2 separate regions of the Zea mays genome follow, and region 2 is linked to region 1. A link is a contact called in public Hi-C data. All regions are on one chromosome and are shown on one strand. The core of a region is the stretch at or near the end of the contact, and the rest is flanking DNA. Distances in the headings are between cores, read along the strand shown.

Region 1 (4,622 bases), core at 43-2,542:
CTTAGAACATATAGAAACTCATGACTTCCAATTTCGCTTGATTATACCCACAACATCTTGTTTGAGTGCACTTATCATAACAACAAATATGCCTTACTTGATGTGTAGTAACCCGTACGTCCTCCTTGGTTTGCACCCGTACCCAACGGTTGACTCGTTCATCAGCTAGCTAGCCACTGCAGTCGTCGCTGGCTGTGGGCTGTAGCGCGTTGAGCAAGGTGGTGGACGCGACCCTCCGTATGGAGCAGTACTAGAGCACCTGCCGCGCGCTTGTTGAATGGGTTCTCTGGCTTGGCCAGGTCGCGGGCGCTGCTCACCGCCGACGTCGCGTCCTGCAGGTTGACGGATGACCGAGACCTACCAAAGAAGAAGCTAGACGGACCCCTCCTTTGTGTGTCTTCGTCAGAGTGAGTTGAGAACCGAACGTGGACAAGGCAGAGAAGGCCGGAAGGGAAACCCGGCACAACTGGTAGTGGTAGGTACCTCAGGAGCAAGTGTAGGGGGACGCAGTCGTCCATCGCCCGCTTACGCTCATCGCCACCGGGCTGGCACGGCTAGGCAGGATCCGCCTCACTGCAGGGACAAAAGAGGAGGGAGGGGCGTGAGCTGCGGTCAGTATTCGAACCGCCACAGCACGGAAAGTGGAGCGCCACCCACCGTCACGTGCGGCGTGGCGTCCACCAGCCGCCGTCGCAGATCTGGTGTCGTGCGTGAAGCGGAGGGGGGTGGCGCGGCGCTGGGGAGTGGCCGTGGGCATTGGAGGAGCATGATCCTTTCGTGGCGTGGGAATGGCAGATTGGGGTAAACGCCGCAGAGGAGGGGGACTTGGTGATTACCATCGCGGGCGGGGCAGATGAGGGCGGAGACGGGCGTAACCATGGTATCGCACGAGGCGTTTACTTTGCTTTCTTAATAGTAGTAGGAATAGTAGTAGAGATTTTCGCCATAGATTAAAAAAGAATATTAGTAACGGCCGGTTCCAACCGGCGTATTGCTGGAGACGAGATAACATCCCTGCCCAGCTCCAAAAGGGTACCCAGCTGCAAATATCCCCATCTCACCTGGTCAGAACCGTCATTACCCGTCACCGCCCGAACGAGCGCACGCCAGCAAGGGTTCCTCGGAGGACCGTCGGATGCAAGCCTCGTTGGCAAAACCTTGGACGCAATGACGAAACTACCCTCACCACTCCGTATCAAACTACGATACAGCCCCACAGCCCTAGCTCCACCGATAAAACCCACCTCGTCCCGTCTCCCTTCCCGTCTCATATCTACCTCGAAAGAGGGGTCGCAGACGGAACCCTTCCACCCTCCCGACACCACCTTCGATTCCTCTGCGATTTCCCCCCGCGCGCTCGCCGATTCCTTGATCGACTCCCGCGTGATTCGCTTTCTGGTCGGATTCTCTCTCCTCAAGCATGCAGTCGGATCAGCCTGTGATCAGCTTGCGCCCCGGCGGCGGCGGCGGCCCGCGCGCCGGCCGCCTCTTCTCCCCCGCCTTTGCCACCTCCGTTTCCGGAGACTTCCTCCGCCTGCACGTCGGTGGCGCCTCCGGCATCTCCAAGGTGAGGAAAGCTCGATCTGGATGGATGGCTTGCTGTACGTAGCGGGTTCGATTGGTTTGTGGCGGGCGGTAGGTGGAGATCCGGGGCAAACGATCGGATCTCCTTGTTAGGGGACTAGTTAATTGTAGACTTCTTGGTGGCGCGTCCAGATTTAGTAGTCTCCACGCCTCTTAATGAGTTTTTACTTATGAGGTGTTGATGCGTACCAAATGATTGATACTACCTGATATGCGATTAGGTAGATTCTGATGCATGACATGCTCCTACCCAGGGATTCAACTCCTAGGGCTCCACTTCCACATGTATGTGGTCCTTGGGATACTATATTGTGTGGCTAAGCAGTTAACACGAGTCTTTCTTTCATTGCTATGCTGTTTATTTCACACATGGACTTGTTCTCAGTAGGCTCAACTGTTTTGTACACTGCACTCTGCTTCGACTGGGTTTGTTTTCTTCAATTTATCACATACTATAGCTAGTGTGAAGTTACAATGGATCTGTAGACTCATTTGTGCTACCCTGACATTGCTAATATTTTGGTACAGATCGGTGATTCACATTTTGAGCCACGTGAGCGTGTTCGTTACACAAGAGATCAACTTCTCGAGCTGCGTGAGGTACTTAATATCTGATAATTCATACAAAACAAATTTCTGCAGATGTCTTCTTAGATGTGTCATTTTATGGTTTTAAAGAACAGTGTATATAATGCTATTTTATCCTAAACGGCCGTTTAGACCGTTTACACGCTGTTTAAACGCTGCTCAGTAGCTAACTGTGTTGGCTGTTTATGCCGTTTAATCCCGTATAATCCGTTTTTAGTCCGTTTAAACGCCCGTGTAGTCTGATTAAATGCTAAACAGAGGATGACCGACTGTTTACCGTTTAGCGTTTAGGATAACACTGATATAATGTAGCTTGTCATATCTGAAGTTTGCAGAGATTCTCTTTGAATATCTTGTATATCATATAATGTAGCTGTGGCAAAAAGAGCATACATTTTTTGAGAAAATGCCCCCCTCTTGCAAGTGAATGCTACTCTTAAGTGTTTGTGCAGTAACATGACAACTTCGGCCAATAGTTTTTACAGCAGTTTCTATATTGCTCTGAAGAATATGGTGTATGACCATTCTGTTAGTAGCACTTTCAGTTTCTTCTTTTTGTTAAGTAAACACTTTGGCGCTTGTACGTCTCTGTGAAATTTATATTTTGGAGTCAGTGCTGTATCCAAAGTCGGTCTACTTTTCTGAACTAAAGAAAACTCAGGATGGATGTAGAGGCATTCACAGTAGATGGATGCTGATGAAGTTGCATATGTAGGTGTCAAACAGAAATGCATGAAGCTTCATAGCTGATTGGGTTTCTCTCTTGTCAGTAGCAATTTTAGATGACTTCATTTAATTTGAATTTTTAAGCTCCTACGTGTACCCGAATATGGATAGTTCTAATTTGAAGAGGGTGACAACTGGAAAGGCTGGATGGGTCTAGATATAAAGACTTGGTTATCTTTTTTTGGAGGCACATTTCCTATGACATGGACGTTAGATAAATTAATGATCCATGTTTGTGATTGGGAATCATGTGGTATGTATACAGTTCGTCAAATTTCCATATACTGATTATGGGTCTTCCCGTTCTTGGCAGCTTGTTGATGTGTCTGAGGACATTTTAAGGCTCAAGCAAGAGATTGATATAGAGCTTCATGGTGAAGATCAGACCTGGATTCACAATGATTCAGCTGTGAGCCCCTCACCTTCTGCTGGTGTCTTTTCTTTTACCTTCTTATTTTCTCAAATATTCACAAGATTCTGTTTTATTAAACCATTGAAATGCAATTTTCAGGTTCAAGGACAAGTCCAAGGTCAAACACAAGCACAGAATCGGTATGCTGAGACGGATAATCGTGATTGGCGTGCACGGTCTGCACAACCGCCTTCGGCTAATGAAGAGAAATCTTGGGACAACATACGCGAGGCTAAAGAAGCCTACACCTCTAGTGGTAGGCAACAAGAGCAAGCTAACAGACAAGATCAGTTAAGCTCCCAGTTTGCTTCGAAAGCTCAGGTACATTCAAAGGAGTGTATGAACACCTCTACTAGTTATTTTCCCCGTTCCATCTTACTATTCCATTATTTGTTTTCTTCCTTGCATTTTGATTATTTGCCTGTGCTTTTTATATTTTGCATATTTTATTTTGCTCTGTGGTCACAACATGAAACTGATTTGGTTAGCTACCAATTTACAACCAATGCTTGTTTGACGCAACTCTTTCTGTTAAATTTTGTAGACCAACTTCATTCTTCTGACCTATCACTATATTAATGTAGGGATCATTTATTTACCTAAACGCCTGACCTAGGAATTTGCAGTACCCCATGTGATTAGGCTAAATCTGGCTACGAATGTTGGACATGCAAATGACATGATGTTGCACTAAGAACGAAGTGTAACGGAAAACACCAGTTTGACATTGTGAACAATATATATGCCTTTTATCTTACATACTGTATTGCTGCATTATGTATATAGGTGGGACGGGATAGCCATTTTGCAGATCCGTCTGTTATTTTTTTCATGTAACTACTCTTTGGATCATAATTGCACTGTTCTTTTTACCAAATTCCAGTTTGGCTCTACCCCTGCTCTTATCAAGGCTGAAGTGCCCTGGTCAGCCCGAAGAGGCAATCTCTCGGAGAAAGAAAGAGTGTTGAAAACAGTGAAAGGGTAATGTAATGATTTTACCTTCCTAATCGGGTTTTGAAGTGTGTTGTTTGTCTAATCTATAGTGAAACTTTCCCTGTTCCTTGTTCTCCATTATGTTTTTGTTTAATTGTTCTTAATTATGCAGTATACTGAACAAACTTACACCAGAGAAATTCGATCTTCTGAAGGGTCAACTAATGGAAGCTGGAATTACTACAGCTGATATCTTGAAGGTTTGTTTTATTTACCACCATATGTCTACAGCCTTTTGTTTTCTGACATCTTCCCTACTGCTCTTGATCAGGATGTTATAAATCTCATATTTGAGAAGGCAGTTTTTGAGCCCACTTTC
Region 2 (4,850 bases), core at 1,473-3,972, 170 kb before region 1:
CGATCTAAAAATATATAATGCATGAATTCCGTGAGCTACAAAAGGTTGAAAACCTTAAGAACGTTCTCTCAATTGCAGTCTGGAGATTATCCCGAAAACTTTCATGTCGGCGAAGCTCAGCGTGTAGGTGTCTCGCACAATACTTTGAAACAGCAGGTCCTGAAACAGAATTTCAAATAAATCAAATACCATGGTAAATCGTACCTATTGCTAAAAACAAAATAACGAGTCAACAGTACTCATGAATGCATAGTAAGAATGCAATGGACACAAGTAGCTAAACATTGGTCTGTCTTTTGGCATCATGCATTTGAAACTTGTTCAAGAGGATTAGGGTGAAGATCGGACCTCCATGGCCATCATAAACACCAAAGAATGATGTGCCAGTTGCAGCATCAAGATTCAGGACAATTGCATGCTGCAGAGAAAGGTTACACATGAGGCTTCACTTGTCTAGCAGCAATTTTTAGCGACTAGCAAGTCAATCATGCATATTTCATATAACTATGCACCCAATGATCCTACAAAAGGCTGGTAGATTACTCACAGCATCCTCCATATTTAAACGGTATCCTTGCATAGCTGACACGGCGTATTCAAGTCTTTCATTCTCACCGCTCTGAGTAGTCTTTAGTGTCACAGGTACAGCAAGTGACATTGTGTAATATCCTGTTGCGTACTAGTGTGAGTAAAATATCCTAAAAATTCACAACCAAGATTTTTTTAGAAATGAACAAACTAACATAAGATTTTGGAAATGAACACACGGGAGAGCTGCTTATCTTTATATTAAGATGGACTAACATCAGATCTACGATCACATAAGTGCCAGCATTGATGAAATACAAATAGAAAGTTTCACTAGCACTGGCATTGTCCTATGCAAATTAGGACCTCATTGCAGAAAGAAAACATAGATAGTAGGCATACATCATTGCTTGTCAAGCTCAGTGCAGAACTCACCTTCTCTTGACCATTTCTATGGTCAGGAACCAACAGAGACAATTTTGAATGGCATGCAGGATTTTACCGAGGTTTGGAAACAGGGCCTTTAATTTGGGCGCATTACAGAACAATTGTATAATATGAGAAGTAGCAGTTTTTCAAGGATGCATTAATAAGGTTCTGAACCTAAGATTTATTTCAAAAACTAACGCTAAAGTGAATTGAGATTTTGCGATAACACGCAGCTTCATGTCAAAATCAGAATACCAATTTCAGCTTGTAGAATTTTGATGATCATTACTTCAACATACTGAATGACAAACTAATCGTATAGGCACTTTATCTGGATGAAGTGAAACAAGCAACAGTCATGATTTAGTGGTGCTTTAGCATTACACTCTTTACTGACAGGAAGTAACTACATAGCGATATGCCACTACATAACATTGTTGACAAGAAATTATAGTAATAGACAAGAAAACACACTCGATTTTGCAAGCTTAACTTACACTGATAGTAAGCCAGAAATGCCAACTCCCTGACATAAACATAAAAGGCAAGGGGGAGAAAATAAAACGGCATGCAGTTTGCAGTGCATGCTGGCACGGCAACAACGATCTGAAATTGTTCAGCAAAAGAAAATCAAGATGGAGGTCCAACGTTCGGCCAAAGAGCACAATGCAAGGAAACAGGAAAAGGGACCCTATCGCACGCCCAGTAGTGTCGAGAGATCAACAGAAAAAGGGATAAGAAAAAAGTGGTTCAAATCCACACGTTTCTAAAACCCTAAGACCACATTCAAAAAGAGCGATCTCTCAAACATGCCGAGCATAACAGATACCAAAACAAAAACAAAAAAGATTAGACAGATCATGAGCAGATTTATCCTCGAGTTCTGACGCACATAAGCAGTAGCAAGAACAACACAAGAGGCGTTAAACGATAAACGGTTGATGAAAGGACGTCAGAATTTTCGAGAGGAAAGGCGAATAGAGTTCTCCATGCATGGAGTCGCGGTGCTATAGCCGCTGTCGCTCCGAATCAGCCACCATATGAAAAGCAACAGCAACACAAGCGAAGCCCGAACTGGTGGCACAACGGCGCAAAAAGTTTCTGAGATCCAGGGCCTTGCGAAGAAGGATGGGAATGGAACTCCAAACCAGAGCGCCCACCAGTACCGCACACCTCCCACATTTAAGCCTTAGCCCACAAAAGCAAAGAGTAGCCGTCAAGAGATCGACGGTGACAAGAACCAGAAGAACCAGCTGTATGCTCGAGTTCGAAGGAGGGAGGCGAGCGGACAGCGGAGATCATCACCATGGAGCCATATCGGTGCCCCCGCGGCCCCCTCGACCTCCTTGGCCACCACAAAAACCACCAGGACAGTAAAACCAACCAACAAACTGCAACAACGCTGCCAACAGCACCAAAAACACGGAGGAACAACTCACGACAATACCAAACCCACGCGGGGCGAAAACTCGCAGGGTTTCGCAAATTCAAAATCACCAGCACACCGAGCATGGAATCCGGTCGGGGACAAGGAAAAACAGCAGCAACATTAATTCAAAACACCACCACGAACATTGCACCGGGTGAGACGAAATTGCAGCGCGAGGGCAGAGAGGTCTTACGAGCTTTAGAAGGAGGAGGAGGAGGAGGAGGAGGACGGGGTTTTGGGGAAGGGAACAGAAATCGGTCTCACCTTCCCTGGCGGTCCTTGCAGGAGAGAGAGCGCGCGCGAGGGACTGGGTTGGGCGAGGCGAGACTGCGAGAGAGAGGAAAGAGAATGCGGTCGTCCCATGCAAGGGAGAGTCACTTTTGCACTTATACCCAGCGCCACCCACTCCCTGCTTCGCTCGGATAGTCGGGTGCGCTGCCTGCCAACGCGGCAACGCGCCGATGGATCGGCTCCACCGGCTTCGGCTCGGCCTCGCGCAGACGCGGCACGCTCAGACAGCTCACGCCGCGAGCCCGGTGGCCGCCTTTGCCGACTTTTTCTTAACTTGCCCAATCAGGAAGGCGGTTAAATGGTTAATCCAGATTCCACTGTCATCAATAGCAAGCCGTGCAGTAAAGAAAATGCGGTTCGGCAATTAACCCTCTTTGTTAATAATACGAATAGGATAAAGTGGATTAAGGCGACGTGAAGCCCAAATTTCGAAAGAAACACGGTACGGTGCGCTGATATTATGTCACACTTCTTTCTTGGAGGGCATTTCTCTGTCCTGTTTGTTACAGCCGCCTGGCCGCCTATCTTTTGACCGCGACAGCTGTAGCCTGTAGGCCTTACAGCAACAAAGTAACTCAGAATAATGCTCAAAAATAAAAATACCATATCATTCAAAGTGTTTAGGATAGTAAAAATAAATTGCGCTCCAACGGTTAAAGTCTAATTTATATATTTTTAGAAGCGAATAACATTATTAGAAAAGAAAATGTTGAAAATGACATTAGCTTGGAGTGCAATATATTTAGGTTACTTTATTGAGTGACCTATATTTGTTGACAAAAAAATTATAAAATAGTATATTATTGGAGTTGTTTTTTATGATTTGAGTCATACATTTTAAGATTGTTGGAGATACTCTTGGCATTCCATTCTCCTCCCCTTGTCTGTCTATCTTATTTCAGGTTTGAAATGCACGTTTCAGATCTAAATATATATTGATTGAAGCATCAAATTATGTGGACAAACTTTAATCAATTGGTACCGTGAGGCTTAGTTGTAGCGAGATCAGAGTTACATAAATACATAGGCATAATAACTGTAGCGAAATAAAGTGTCACTTAATGGTTGGCAGAGATAATAGTTGTAATGTGGGAGTGAGCATGAGGGAAGGTTCGATACGCTCAACGATCACTGGGGATCTAAAAATCAAAATAGAACAGCTAGCATGAATGCATGATCAGCGTGAGAAATCTTGAGGCGATCGAGGATTGGTGTAAGAGTAGCACCTGGTGTGGTCCTACGATTCCGCACACGGGCGCCAAAGCTGACAACTTGGAACTGACACTCGTCGCGTCAAGCGGCTAGGGCATGCCACCCACCGCTCGCGGAGGCGGCAGCGCAACGGCCTCCCGCGAGCGAGCAATGCTGCACCTTTACGAGGTCATCGCAGCACCGGCACCAGACGGCTCCGGCGTCGAGGTAGCGGCAGCTTCTGTGGGCTACACTCGCGAGACGGATGACCAGCAACAACGAATGGCTGGCCACAGGGGCGGAGCCAGGATTATGATATAAGGGGGGCCAATCAATTCATCAATACTATCCGATAAAAAAATATTGTATAATATTATCAAGTTTAAGCACTCGACATGAAATAAGGATTTTAGATCTTTATAGATTATTTTAGTGGATGAGTCCATTTTCTAGCTAATTGATATATTAAATTAAAGTTGTGACGCAAGAACAATACCAAAATAATAAAGACGATATAACGATGAATATCCGACTGATAAGATTCAACTTTTATACAATGACTCTAATATTCATAGGTAGCTAACTATTTGTTGAGAGAATTCAAAAATCCAACTAGTCTCGAGGATTCATGAAAATTCGTCAAACTACGCAGGTACACGTCAATTTTGTCGTGTACACACCAATTATAAGGTGACAACTTTAGTTGAAACTTTAGTTGAATCATGTATTACTAACCACTATATTAAATATTTGATTAATTGTGCTGCACAAAATTTAAAGCACATATATTTAGACATACAAAATTTACAATATATATATATATATATATATATATATATATATATATATATATTCTTGTCTGTCTTGCAGCCTTGGGAGGGGCCATGGCCCCTGCCGGCCCCCCTTGGCTCCGCCCCTGGCTGGCCAACCCTCGTGTCATGGCGTTCCACAAACAGCGGCCACCACATGGACATCGGAGCCC

Evidence for each region. A called contact is a pair of places that touch in the nucleus more often than the background predicts.
Region 2: a Hi-C map of ear shows a contact between it and region 1, with 2.0 times the contacts expected there. The contact joins the promoter of LOC100272833 here to the promoter of LOC100382039 in region 1. A contact is called at or near these places in 3 of 25 Hi-C or Micro-C datasets (ear, endosperm and tassel).

Annotation. Positions count from the first base shown.
Region 1 is chr10:130,643,340-130,647,961 of Zm-B73-REFERENCE-NAM-5.0, reverse strand. It overlaps LOC100382039, which reads left to right and starts at 1,292. Exons shown (of 9, transcript NM_001361572.1): 1 at 1,292-1,567; 2 at 2,113-2,184; 3 at 3,212-3,307; 4 at 3,410-3,631; 5 at 4,194-4,291; 6 at 4,416-4,503; 7 at 4,575-4,622. The coding sequence starts at 1,421.
Region 2 is chr10:130,811,286-130,816,135 of Zm-B73-REFERENCE-NAM-5.0, reverse strand. It overlaps LOC100272833 (putative protein phosphatase 2C family protein), which reads right to left and starts at 2,722. Exons shown (of 11, transcript NM_001147286.1): 1 at 2,651-2,722; 2 at 548-698; 3 at 349-418; 4 at 54-159. The coding sequence starts at 658.